Regions from separate parts of the Mus musculus genome. Here region 2 is linked to region 1. A link is a contact called in public Hi-C data. All regions are on one chromosome and are shown on one strand. Each heading gives the region's core, a stretch centred on a gene start, on an enhancer-like site or on the middle of the called end of the contact. The rest is flanking DNA. Distances are from core to core; before and after follow the strand shown.

Region 1 (6,757 bases), core at 3,417-5,916:
ACCTTGAGCTAGCTCACCGTGTAGGCTAGACTGCCAGGCTGGCAAGTCCCTGAGGTCTCCTGTCTCTATGCCAGCACTATGGTTGCAGGCATTTCTAGAGTCTTCTCTTCAGTCAGTCTCCCATGTCCTGTGCCTTCTGCATCGCAAGACCATGAATATCTTGAAGAGCAGGAGAAGTGACATCTGGGAGCTCAGCTGAGGGTATTGTAGTCTTCCTGCTTCTCCTCCCAGGAGGGAATATTTAAAACGTACTGCTTTGTTTCCTTGTCAGGACTCCCCAGCAAAGCATTCTGAAGGTTCTCATGATATTTCTGCCTCATGATGGCCGGGGCCAATGGTAAGATGGAGAAAAGCTTTATAACAGAATGGTAGCAAGCACATCGCTGTGTCTAGTATGGAAGGCTAAGATGAGCAGAAGGACAGTTGTAGCTGGGGTTTTAGGGTAACAGCCTACTTCAGCAACTCCAACAAGCTAGACGCAGCCACTTGTCCCTTATGTCAGTTAAAGCAACAAGCACCAGTGACAACCTCTACAAAGAGGTTTATTCCCTGTGGCCATGTTGAAGAGGTTGAGTGTCCCTAAATTTGTCTTTGGGTAGTGACATGAGCTTTGTTTGAAAAGACGAATAGGCAGGGCAGTGGTGGCTCACGCCTTTAATTCCAGCACTTGGGAGGCAGAGGCAGGCGGATTTCTGAGTTCGAGGCCAGCCTGGTCTACAGAGTGAGTTCCAGGACAGCCAGGGCTATACAGAAAAACCTTGTCTCAAAAAACAAAAACAAAAACAAACAAACAAAAAAGGAAGGATAATTGGGCCATGTGGCAAGAAGTTCACACAGTTATACAGTCCTGGTCAAGGTCTACCCCTGTGCAGTACTGGTTTTGTTCTGAATCTGCAATTCTAGTTCCTGCAAGATGGCTGCAAGAAGAATTCTCTTCATCTGGGGGTGATTTGTCATGCCTGTTTTCCTGCCTCCTGTAACTCCAGGTAAGGCCATGACTTAGCTGTGCGTCTTCAGCTCTGGTAGGGCATGAGACAGATGAGACCGACACTCCTTCCCTTCAGGGTTGATTCCCAACTTGCACTGGAAAGCATGAACCTTTTCCTGTATTCAAAGTAAAGGTGACAGTCACACACGAAGGCAAAGATACCCGGGTTTTATCCTGTGTTGCGTTGCCCGTGGATCCAAAGGAGAAGTCTGTTTTTTGTAAGGGAACCTGTGGCCCCTGCAGAGGACCAGATTCAACTGCTCGGCTCACTCTTGAGTTTGCTCACACCTGCCTGTAACTGCAGCTCCAAGGGATCTGATGCCCCCTTCTGGCATCTACAGGGATCTGCACACACACTTAAAAGCCCTGACACAGACACATAGACAGATAACACCAACAACCAAACTTATAAAAAGAAATTATATTTTCCGTTTCCAAGGTACAGATTGCAAATGGATGGTAAATATTAAAACTTTCTCTAAACACAAGAGTGAAAGCTTCCTTATTATAGAAAACTGTGAAGTTGAAAACCCACTTCAGGAATACCTACTACAGACAGGCAGGTAGCCTACATCTATGACAGGATCAGAGTGTGTGGGGGAGCTTAGACAAACACTTGATGGGGCACCATACAGAACAGGAAAAGATGGAGACAAAAATGTCTGACAGGGAAAGGTCACCTGAGGCCGCCAGCTAGCAACTCCTCAGTTAAAACAACTACAGCTTCTTCCATCAGACAAAACTCAAAGCCAGCTCTTTCAGCACTTAAGTTGTTATGTTTATGTAAGCATGATTTTGTAACAAAAATGATAGCCCAGTGAACAGTTTTCATCTCACTTAGCTCCCTTAATACATCGTGAGCATTTTCCCATGTCATTAAATGATCTCTAAATGCATGCTTTTAGTGGCTGCACAGGTTTTTAACACATGACTTTATTTAATGATTTCCTCTTTCTTGGACATTAAGGCTAATCTCCTAAAATGTTCTTTAATGTCAAAATAAACATTTGCAAAGCTTCTATGTAAATTGGTTCCAAAATGATTATTCCTGCCCCTTTACGCTGGGTCTGTATGGACCACTGGAAGCCGGGTGGTCTGTCTTAGAGAAGCAGGCGCCCAGAAGCTGGGGTTGCACTCCTGTCTGGCAGTCACAAAGTCAGGGGTATGCCTGGTGTAGTGTGTGGGCCCTGACAGGTGGATACCACACCACATTTGTATTCTGTCACCAAACACAAAGTGCTTAACTCCAATATTCTATTTTAATAACCAGAGACTGGGCCAGGGAGATGGTGCAGTAGGTAAAATCCCTAGGTGCAGAGGCCTGACATCCTGAATCTGATCCATGGAACCATGTAGAGAGCTGAATGCTAAGTTCTTACATGTGCACAGGACTCCTACGATGAGAAGGGAAAGAGAGGCAGGAGAACTACCTAACAGTTCATGTCCCAGCTAGCTTAAAACATGCAGGATATCAGAAACCTGAGAGCCCCTGCCTCAAAACTCACTAGAAGGTAAGAACAACTCCTAAAAGTTACCCTGTGACTTCCAGGGATCACACACACACACACACACACACACACACACACACACACACTTTTTTTTATATTAGAGGTTGATCAAGGTTAGAAAATAGGATGACTTAATTTCCTATCTCAAAGTCTCTTAATGTTCCTTTCAGCTTAAAATGGAGTAAGAACATTTTGGAGCTGGAGAGCACACACCCTTTTGAATCCTCAGCAGGCCCCTGAGGCAGGGGCTGACTTTTGGTCTGTGTCTCTTCTAGCCCTGCTCTTAATCTGCCTTTTACTGTTGAGAAAACCATTCGCTTGATCCTGTCCCCTCAGTGTCTGACCACCACTGCCTCTTCCCTGTGTGTGGAATAAAATGTACTTTACTGAGTCTCCAAACGGCCTCTGTGATCTTATGTCTCATGCCCCCATTTCTCTTCCCAGAGTCGTTTCTGCTGCTGAGAGACAAATCACACTGTTAAGCCGTCTGACAGGAGCATGAATTTATTGTAGCTTGAAATTATAGTTCACTTATAGGGAAGTCAAGGCAGTAACGACACTGTCGTCAAGAGATGATAGAGAATAAATACACGTAGATTTACTGCTACCAAGACCCCTGCCCTCACTAACCCAGTTAAAAACAAACAAAACGATCTCTTGCCTAAGGAATGGTGCCACCCAGAGTGGACTGAGTCTTCTCACATCAACTAACAGTCAAGACACTCTCCCATAGATTTACTTGCAAACGACCTTGCTCTAGCTAATCCTTCACCAAGACTCTCTTCCTGGATGGTCCCAGGTTGTGTCAAGTTGACAGTTAGAACTAACCATCAAAGTTCCTCAGACATTCACTATGGGCCAGCCAAAGTTGATCATAACAATTTCTGTTCACTGTTTCCTGCCTTGTGTCAAGTGGGTTGCATATGTTGTCATTACCTGCAACAAAGCCACAAAGTGTAATCTCTCTTCATTTCGCTCGGGATGAACGGAGCCCACGGGGACAAGGTAGGGTTTGGGTTTTGAGTTCCTCTACTATGCATGTTTTTCCTTTTCTACTTTTTTAACTTCTAAAAGACACACAGCCACCTCTATTTGTAAGAACACCGTTGAGTGACGTCACACACTTAGAAGGTCTCATGTGTCACTATCCTGCACCTTTACAACCTTTGTCTCTCATAAATCCAAACCCCGACACCACTAAACAGGAACCACCCTTTCTGTTCTCCTCCTAGGCCCCCAGGAGGCACGCACAGCGTATTACAAATTTCCCTTGCTCTCAGAAGCTGAATAACGCTTGGCTTTCTTTATCTGCCCATCTATCAGTTTGTACTTGAGTCGAGTCTGTGGTGTTTTTAGCTATGCGAAACACTGATGTAGAAATGTTCCCCTGAGAGCCTGTTTCCGGTCCTTTTTAGAATGGACTCAGATGCTCCACTGTTCGAACCCTAGAGCCTCCTCACTGGCCCTTTGCTTTGCTGCTGTCAAGATCTTTTCTTTGCTGCCCAGGTTTCCTTTCTTGTCCTACTTTAGTTCCCTGCAGGATAAAATTCTGTTTGCCCCATAAGTCTCTCTGGTTGGCTCTTAGTTCAGTCCCTTGCACACAGTAGGCACTCAATAACTAATGACTAACTAGATAAATGCTCACTGTATCCCTGGTGCAAAGTCTTATGGTGGTAGGAGACACACATGACCTCGAGTCTGAAGATGGTGGAGAGTTTAGAAGAAGCTTGCTAAACAAAGGAAGCCCTCCTGTCTTCTAGAATAGGAAGTATACAGGGCTCTATACTTCCTGGGGCTTCTTCCAAGACCCCATGGCACCTGGATCAAGAGTCAAGACTGAGCATGCTGGAGAGTTGTCCAAGCTAGGTCAACTCCAATTTGGCAGAAATAGGCCTACAGCTTTTTCTCTGGGGTTCTTTCTCCCAACATCACACATGGATGCTAATTAGTCAGGCACGCCTTGATGCAGAACACTTGTGACCCAGGGAATTGGAGGGAGAAGCTGAAAGGGCAGCTGTGAAACAGCAGGGGCAAGGGAAGGGGAAGGGGAAGAGACTAGAAGCTGCTCTCCAGAAATAAATGCAAGTGAAATCAGGTCCAGTGAGAAGCAACTGGAGAAACAAGCCTGGTAGTCTCACAGCTGGGTGCCTTTGCTTAAAATACCCAGCCCTCACTTTAGGAAAGTCCCTTCCACACAGGAACATGCTGTGCTGAGAGATCTCAGAGGCTGAACCCCCTAGTGAAATGCTGACTTCAACTTTCGTTTTCACCCTGACAGGCACAGAAGTAACTTCTAAGCAAGGGCCTTGATTGTCATAAATTCACACCAGGTTGTGGTGCTGGCTTCTGTCTCACAGATGGGGAAACTGAGGCCCGGCTTAATGTAGCAATCTGCTTTCCTAGCATTCTCGGTATTTCCATCCAGATCAGGGCTCTGGATTTGGACTGTGTTCCCTGGGAAATGACCAGCGTGGTCTCCATGGTGCTGCAAACACACCCATTGAGTGGCTGCCTGGTGGCTTAGCGTGGCAGATGCGTGCTCTTCTCCCAGATCTGCCCTGGCATCCCTGGTATTTCCTGTAGATACCATCAAGAGGACATGCCATAGGCTTTGGTTTCAAAGACCAATGAAATAGGACGTGACCCATCGCCATGACTCACTTTTAGGGACTTTCTCCTGAGGAGAGCCACACAAATAGCCTGGTGACAGACTCTACTCATGTTGGTAGAGCACACACCCTGCTTCCCAATGGCTGGAAGGCAGCTGCACTAATGAACACACATTCATTAACAGAACGCAGCACTGTAAAGGCCCGTGAGGATTAAAGTGCTCTGGTGCCAGCTGTCATTCACTTACTGCTTCGTGAGGGATGCATCAGAATGCTATCCATGTAAGAGGAATTGCACACAGATCCTATTCCAGTCTGCCTATAGTCTAGCGAATGCCATTATCCGATTGGAAGTAACAGTTTGCTCAAAGTGAAGCAACACAGTTGCAAAGTCACAACAGAAGACACATTCCTACTTGGTCCAGCTGGCATCTACCTGCTCACAGGCCCCAGGGACCAGGCTTCTTTCTCATCCAAATCCCTGCCTTTCAATCACACAGGCCCCATCTACTGTCTGTCTCACCTCCCTGCCCCGTGTCAAGACCTCTTCCCAAGTCATCATCAGACCCACGGGCCTCACACGTCCCTCTCGGCTCCTGCTCACGCATGCTGTGTTAGTGACAGGGTATCATCAGTCTGACCGAGAAGCTGACTCTGAGTGTCCAGGTCTGTGAGAATGCCTGATTTCCCTTCCCTGTGAGGTACAGTCCTACAGATTTCAATAAGATGTATCATGGCCACACCTGGGGTCCAGCATGGTGGCAGCACCTCTTTGGTATTGTCCTTCATGGCCACATCTCTCCTGTACCTGCAGTTCACGACTGTCACTGTTCTCATAGCACGTTACAGCTTGAGACTGGCTCCTTTTACCCCCAGCATTTATGTGCAGTGCAGGCTGCCTTCTTTCTACTGAAGGACATTTGAGTTGTATACAGCTACCTCGAACATATTGGTTATGCAAACATACCTTTTCATGCTCGCAGGCCTGAGATACCTAGAGAGTGTGTTTAATTTTATAAAGCCATCACCACAGTTTACAAGTCCAGCAATGATGGATGTGGGTTCCTCCTACATCTCACCCCCTTCCCAACACTGCATTTCAGTTTTGAGGTGGGGTGGTGCTGATGACAGAATCTAAAACTCACGCATGCTAAGCATGTATCATTGAGTGATCTTCAAGCCCTAACTGCATTTATGTGTGTTAGACATTTTTTAAAAAATCTGCTTATTTATTTACATCCCAAATGCTGACCCTTCCTGGTCCCCCCTCAAAGACTTCCTCCTCCCAACCTCTCTCCCCTTCACTTCTGAGAGGGCATTTCCTCATATCACTCCCCACCCCCACCTCCAACTCTGGTGCATCGAGTCTCTGCAGGACTAGGTGCATCCTCTCCCACTAAGGCCAGACAAGACAGTCCTCTGCTACATATGTGCTGGGGACATCAGACCAGCCTATGTATGTTCTTTGGTTTGTGGCTCAGTCTCTAGGAGCTCCCAGGGATCCAGGTTAGTTGACACTGTTGGTCTTTCTGTGGAGTTGTCATCTCCTTGATGGCCTCTAGTCCTTCCCTTAACTCTTCCATAGGGGGCCTGACCTCCGTCCAATGTTTGTCTATCTGTCTCAGTCAGCTGCTGGGTAGAGACTATCACAG
Region 2 (7,048 bases), core at 1,791-4,290, 180 kb before region 1:
TCCCTGTGTACTCAATTATGATACAGGGATATCAAGTTGAAATGGACCTAAGGTAGGATAGTGATGGTTACAATATTATTCATTCTGAAGGCAAACTGCTTCTAATGGCCTTAACTTGTGCTTCAGAAACATTTTATGTAAGGGAATAATAAGTAATGTAGGATTAGAAGGTGATATAGGCTGGCTAGCGAGGCTACTCTAGAGTTGGAGTACAATTACAGTCATAGACAATATGTAGAGGAATGGGAGTAACTATATACTGTAAATACAGCCATCTGGATTTCGTCCATGCTCTATAAATAGCTAGTTCCTGGTCTTTTTAAACAGGTATACAACAGCCATAGAGAGCTAAACATTTGCTTTACCAATAGGTACTTATGGGTTACCAGAGCCATGTTGAGTGGCTCCATTAATCAAACCATGTCTGGTATAACATCTGTAACAGAAACCAACAACTGAAAGACATCTTTAAAACCTACTGTTCCTTAAATTCATCTCTTTTTTTGTGTAGGACAAATTATTGCAATAAAGGAGGAACATGTAAGGAATGCCATCTTTGCGTTTTGTCTCAGTTCCTGTCGCTGTCACTAATCTGTTCCATTCTTTAAGAGATCAGCATTGCTCTTGTGTTTGCTACCTTAGTAACTTGTAGCTTCATAACAAACTATATCAAAACCTAGTGGCATAAAAGAATTCAAATTGTTGGGTTTGTTAATGAATTTGTTTCAAGTGTGTTCAACAGACAGGTCACTTGAACTATAAACTCAGAACCAGAAGTGAGGCAGCTTGTTGGGGCTGGAGAATGTGTTTCCAAGGCCTTGCAAGTGCTTTTCTAACTGACTGGGAATTCAGCCAGGGTTGTCCACTAAATACCTTGGATCCTCTCCTCGAGGATGCTTGGGCTTTCTCATGGTAGCTGCTTTCCAAGTGACTGAGATGAAAGTTGCAAAGCTTCTAAAATCGTATAAACACGGATGTCTCAGATCACTTCTGCAAAATCCTGTTACTAAATAATTTACAAGCTCAAGTTCAAATTCAAGGAGAAAGCAATTGGATTCTACCTCTTAATAGCAAGAATAGCCAAGGATCTGCAAACATTCTTATCACACTGTAGCCCCCTTTGCACAACCAAATCAGTATGTGAAAAATAGTTTACAGGAGGCAGGGCTGTTGGAATGACAGTAAGTCAGGCAATGACATCAGCTTCCTCCAAATATTGCTTCAAATAGTGTTGTAATTCAAAGCTAAAGTTGAACTGTTTTTTTTTTTTTCTCCTCCCAAACCAAGCCCTGAGGATAAGGATAAAGATCACAAGGGGAAGGTCGCATCAGCTGATGACTGCCGCCCTCCTGCTTCTGATGGTATGCCAGCTCTCAAGGCCACACGACTCACAGTCTTGTCTCATCCAAATTGTATTTGGACAGTATACTACATTTTTAAAGTTACTGATCTAAGAGGCATGCGATACTCCATAATTCGTGCCCAAATCCCTGGGCATCGTTGTGACCTTTAGCTTGCTATATTTCAACGAGAAACATGAATGCACCCAAAGACAGACAGACAGACAGACAAACAAATAAGGAACATTATGTGGATCTGTCCTGTCTCTACATATCATGTGATGCCTAAGGATTTGGGAACCAAAATATAGGTCTGCCATTGGCTTTTGGATTGATCCCTTGCCGTCACTGGGAGATAACTGTCAGATGTGTCTTCTGGCGGGGGGGAGGGTGTCTCAATTTTTTTTTATTAACCCATTGTGTGACAGTTGAATTAAGCTTTAATTTCTCTTTGTCTTGTTTTGTTTTTTGTTTTTGTTTTTCTGAAGCAGATCTCAAGGTAGGGGTTTTAAAAGAAGCAGCTGATGAAATGATCCAATAAAACTGGCAAGGGAGAGTAGAACTGAGGCCAAGATGGAGGGAAAGGGATGGATAAACAAATTGGAAAGTAAGATCTTGTTTCCAATGTAGAAAGTGAAAGAATTATCCTAGTGAGGGTGGGAGCTGTTGCATTTGTTCATCAAGGTTCCTTAAGTAGACAGATGATGGATGCCAGTCCCAGTACTTCCAGTCTTCTTAGAGGGAAGCCACAGAGGCCAGAGGAAGTCCTCAGGGAATCAGAACCACCCACACTTCGTCCTAGGAATCATAAGTGATACAAAAATGAACTGAACATGAGTGTCTGGGCTATAGGCCTTACAGCAAGTAGAGTTCCTCTGAGCCCTTCACTTCTGACCACTTTCCCAGTCCCATTGAAAAGGATAAGGAGAGGACTTGTGGGAGGATAAGGATGGGTTGTGTAGGAAACAGATCTTGTCTGCTTCTTTCCTTTCTTCTTGAACTCAAAGACATGATTTCTTACCAGCTGGACTCTGAACCCTTTATTCTTTCATGTCCTGTCTTTTTCACCCTCTCACTTTTCTTTTTTATTGAAAGAGTTAAACTTGCTGAAAACCCAGTGGGCTTCTGAAGAGTCTCTAGTCTCTAGTGTTGCCTTCCTACGTTCCCACCCTAGGCCTCAGATTCTTCAGTTTCTCACTCATCCCACACCCATTCCCTTCGTCTGGCCGGTGTGCTTTCGGTAACTTAGATGTCTGTTTGGCAATATTGAAAGAGGGTAAATGGGGAAATGGGCTGAAAAAGAATTCATCAGAAAAAAACACTCTAGGTTTGGTACTAAACTCAGACCGAAGTCTTGCTCATCAGGCTGCTGAGCACTCCACAGGCATGCATATCAGATTGATGATTACTTTAAGAAATGATTAAATTATAATTATTTCCTCATGACTCAAGTGTGGATGAATGTGAAGTTTAAAGAGAAGCATGAAAACCCCAGTCAATGATCTTTTCTTCATTATCACGTTCATCCTGCGATAGGCAGGGCTTTGCCTCTGGGTAAGTGCCCTCTGAAGCATGCTGGAAGATTAAATACCACACTTTTTTCTTATGAGTTTCTCTTGAATAATAGAAACTCAAGTCATGAATGCCATGTATCATTTACTAAGTCATCTCGCTCTTCTCTGAGTCTTATTTGCCTACATCACATTTTTAGAGGATGAAGTGAGCTAATGAGCTCATATGAGCAAAGTATGTAGCAAGTGACTAATACAGAACTAGGAGTCGGACAAATGTCACTCCTCCAAGTTGAAACTCAATGAGACACTCATCCAACCTCATAGATACTTCTGACTCATGGGCGGGCCACTGGGCAGAAGTTCAAGTGACTGGTCATCAACAAAGAGACCAAGACAAAGGCTCAAAGAAAAGAACATGAGGCTTCATCCATAAGTGAACCAAAGTTTAATATATATATGTATATATATATATATATATACATATATATATATACATATATATATATTTCATATATATATGAAAATCTTCAGCAACACATTGTTTTTCTTAGTCTGGAGGTGACTGCTTCAAGTTCTCATGGGAGTGATTTTTCCCAATGCTTCAGCATTTATCCGCTCAACAACACTTACTTCATTTTTATATTGTTGTAGCCCAATGTATAGCCAGGCTGATCACACTCTTGAGAGGGCCCCCACAGAGTACCAAACAGTGTGTTAGAGTACATAATTCCAAAGGATGTGCTCTGCCTCATCAGCTCCTTGATGGTCATATTGCTCATCATTTTATTACTATCCAGTAAAAAGAGAGCATCTTTCCCCCATTAGTGAACCTCATCTAAAACAGTTGTCAGCTTACAAAATTCTGGAATATTTAACTGTTAGCTCAGTGGAGCTCTGTCAGCTTTCATGGGCCAATGTATTTATGTGTGATTGAATGAAATAGCTATTGTAAGTTTTCTGAGGCTATGGGAGCAGACAGAACTTTGTCTTTAAGTTGTTTCTGTCCTTTCCTGTTCTGCAAGGGAGGGTTGGAAGTAAGATGAAGGAAAGTATTAGAACTGAAGCAAAATAATTAAGTTGGGATCGTAAGCTCTGTATTTTAATGGCTTTTTATTAAAAAAAAACAAGTTTATAACACTTTTATAAATACCTCCTTTAAATTCAGAAGGATTTGTGACGAAAAAAGAGCAACTACATTAGAATTTTATTCATAAAAATTGTACATTAGAAATTTACTCGTGAGTATAATTTAGTACATGTGAGGTAAATTTATTGGAAATGGAAGTGCTAAAAGACTCAGGAATATTTTAATGACGTATTTTTGACAAAGGATGTCCAAGGGCATGGGTCTTCAAGGGAGCACTAAAAATAGGTGTTAATGGAGTTTCACATAATGGCTAGGGACACAGGGGACAAAGTCATCAGGGATCAGGCTAATGGAAATCACCAGCTCCTCATTCTAGTCCAACACCCTTTTAAGATGTATTTTAAATGACATGGTTCTGGGACTCCAATAAAAGACAAAATCTCCTGTTATGACATCTAGTAAGATGGCAGTTAGGGAGTGAGGCTCATCCCCTCCGATCCAGAGACAGGATGTCCATGGCCAAGTAAGGGGAAGACCAGCAGCATGGGAAGCTATAAACACAGGGGCCCTTCCCCTGAAGGTTTTGAATCACAGAGATTACAATACAGCTTCAGGGTTGCATTGAGCCCCCAAACCCATGAGCAATTCTGCACATGTGTTTTAGCGTGTTCATCACTGTTGTGGATAGCCCTGGGGCTAATTGCATTTGATTCCTGTAAACCTTCTTCCCACCTTAATTTGTAAATAAAGGCTAGAGCCAGTGATTGGGCAAAAAAAGAGGGGAAGATGCAGCTGAAGTTTCTGGGAGAGAAATAGAAGGGGAGAGAGGATGATGGAGGACAGAGGAGGAGGTGGAAGGAAAGCAGAGCAGAAGCACCTGGCCTGGAGAAACCGCAGGTTCTAAGGGGTCTCATAGAGGTGGAAGATGGTAGTGTAGCGGTAGATCTGTCCAATCTAGGCGCACAGCATGTAATCATATGAACTGTGTTGTGTTTTCACTGCCCGGGCTTATTTGGGTTGGGGATTTACTGCAACACATCACAGTAATGGTATCTTCACCTCTCATCAAATTTCCCAATGTCCTCTGAACCAAATGGGTAAGGAAATGCTTGCCCAGAGAGATGCTTTGAGAGAGGAATTTGGTGCTATTCCTGAAAACATAGCCCAAATCTCATTTATCCCTGGCATGTTTGGTGTTTTCCTTCTCTTCCAGTTTCAACAAGAGTAGCAGAAAGTATATACAGCCAACTTTGGGGAAAGACCTGGGTTCAGATCTGTTGCCTCTACTTTGCAGTAGGGCGCTTGGGTACAAGTTGCTGATTTTCTCTACTCTTCTGTTGCTCAGGTTCCCCATGCCTCAAATGATGATAACAGCAGTGAGTGGTGCATCCTTGGTCTAGAGGCACACAGAGCCTCACCAAACTCATCTCCCTCCACATCATCCACCATGCCTTTTCTTTCCCCCAAGTCTTTGCTCAGGCTAGTGTAATAGCAGCTTTTATTCACCTGAAGTAATTGTCATCTCCAAGGCTTAATACCTTCGCCTAACCTAGGCCTAGTCCTGGAAGCTTCTCACCTTCATACAGTCTTATTAGGCATAGAATGTTTTCAATCTCTGAGACTTACTGCTAAATAAGCTCACCTCTTCCTAGTTCTTTCTGATCTCTGTCTGGTGGGTTCAACTCAGCTGTTCTGGTTGAAAACTCCTCTGCAACATGACTGATTCAATCTCACTTCTCTGGGTTTCTCCTGGGTTGCTCTGCTTGGCCTCAAATTAATTTTGGCAATATATTTTAATCTTCTGGTTCCTTCTCATTCTCTGACTTGTTCTGTCTTCATCTACATCTAGCATATTATCTCTCTTCAATTTGTCTCTGTACCACTGTCCCAATAAAAATTGCCTCCTCTCTCTGCACTGCTCTCCTAAGCAGCCTCTCTTTCCTCTCTGATCTCGTGAGTTAGGCATAGTCCATTCTGTCAAATCTTTCTCTGATTCACCACTTTGTCTGCCACCCAATTAGACATTACTTTCAAACATTGATGCTTCTTTCTACAAACTAACTTTACCTTCATTGTTTGGGATTAAAGGTGTGTACTAAGGGTATGTCTGTATTCCAGCCATGGGGAATTACAGGGCGAAGGAATGAGACACACCACAATGAGAAATGGGTATTTTCAGTAAATAACACAATCTAGAGTTCACCTTATGATCAAATAGCCTGCAACAGGCTAGTCTCTTGCCTGGAAAGAATCCTATATTTGATCCTTCCCTTGACAACAATAGAGCTTTATCCAGCAAGCTCAGTTCAGATTCTCCACACCACTGATACTCCAGAAGCCATAAATCTGTATCTGTTTTATCTGACCCAGTGACGTGCTGAAGTTGGCTCAAAGTGACTAAAGAGAGCTGATTGCCAAATATTCTAGAATTTCTTGAGCTAGCAACTGCTGATAACTACTAGTTATACTCAAAATATTTACACTGTGGAAATTGGAAGATGCTACTAATTGGTACTTTTTTTTTTGAAAAGTGGTTTAACAAGAATCACTGCTTCCACGGGCTGGCGAGATGGCTCAGTGGTTAAGAGCACCGACTGCTCTTCCGAAGGTCTGGAGTTCAAATCCCAGCAACCACATGGTGGCTCACAACCATCCATAACGAAATCTGATGACCTCTTCTGGAGTGTCTGAAGACAGTTACAGTGTACTTACATATAATAAATAAATAAATCTTTAACAAACAAACAAAACCCCCAAAAAACAACAACAAAAAAAGAATCACTGCTTCCTATGCACTTCTTTTGTTGTGTGCATCACAATGTTAACCATGCAATCCTTCCATTACTTATGTTAGGTTTGCCTCTGCCTCCCTTATTAGCGTGGGGGTGGGGAGGCACAGGAAAGTTTTAAGTACTATTCCACTTGAGGTTAACAGTCAGTGAAATTGCCCTTCAAATGGTGTCACCAGTGTCTGCTACCTCTAGGCACTTTGCAGCTGAGAGCTTGTCACCTGGATGACTGTGGTTGCCTACCCTCGTGATTTCGTAAAATATAAAGAATTTGAATAATACAGCCCACATGACCACTCTGAAATGAAATAACTGAGC

What was found. A called contact is a pair of places that touch in the nucleus more often than the background predicts.
Region 2: a contact with region 1 is called in a Hi-C map of pancreatic cancer cells, with 2.6 times the contacts expected there. The contact joins two enhancer-like sites.

What each region holds. Positions count from the first base shown.
Region 1 is chr1:184,256,250-184,263,006 of GRCm38.p6, forward strand. No RefSeq gene overlaps it. Among named protein-coding and RNA genes, the nearest start is that of Gm34177, 70 kb to the right of the region's middle. Within about 2 kb of position 4,667, at least 82 of the 459 cell types and tissues checked have an H3K27ac peak or open chromatin away from gene starts, as enhancers often do. A contact at or near this core is called in pancreatic cancer cells, where this site is marked.
Region 2 is chr1:184,082,016-184,089,063 of GRCm38.p6, forward strand. No RefSeq gene overlaps it. Among named protein-coding and RNA genes, the nearest start is that of Dusp10, 51 kb to the left of the region's middle. Within about 2 kb of position 3,041, at least 28 of the 459 cell types and tissues checked have an H3K27ac peak or open chromatin away from gene starts, as enhancers often do. A contact at or near this core is called in pancreatic cancer cells, where this site is marked.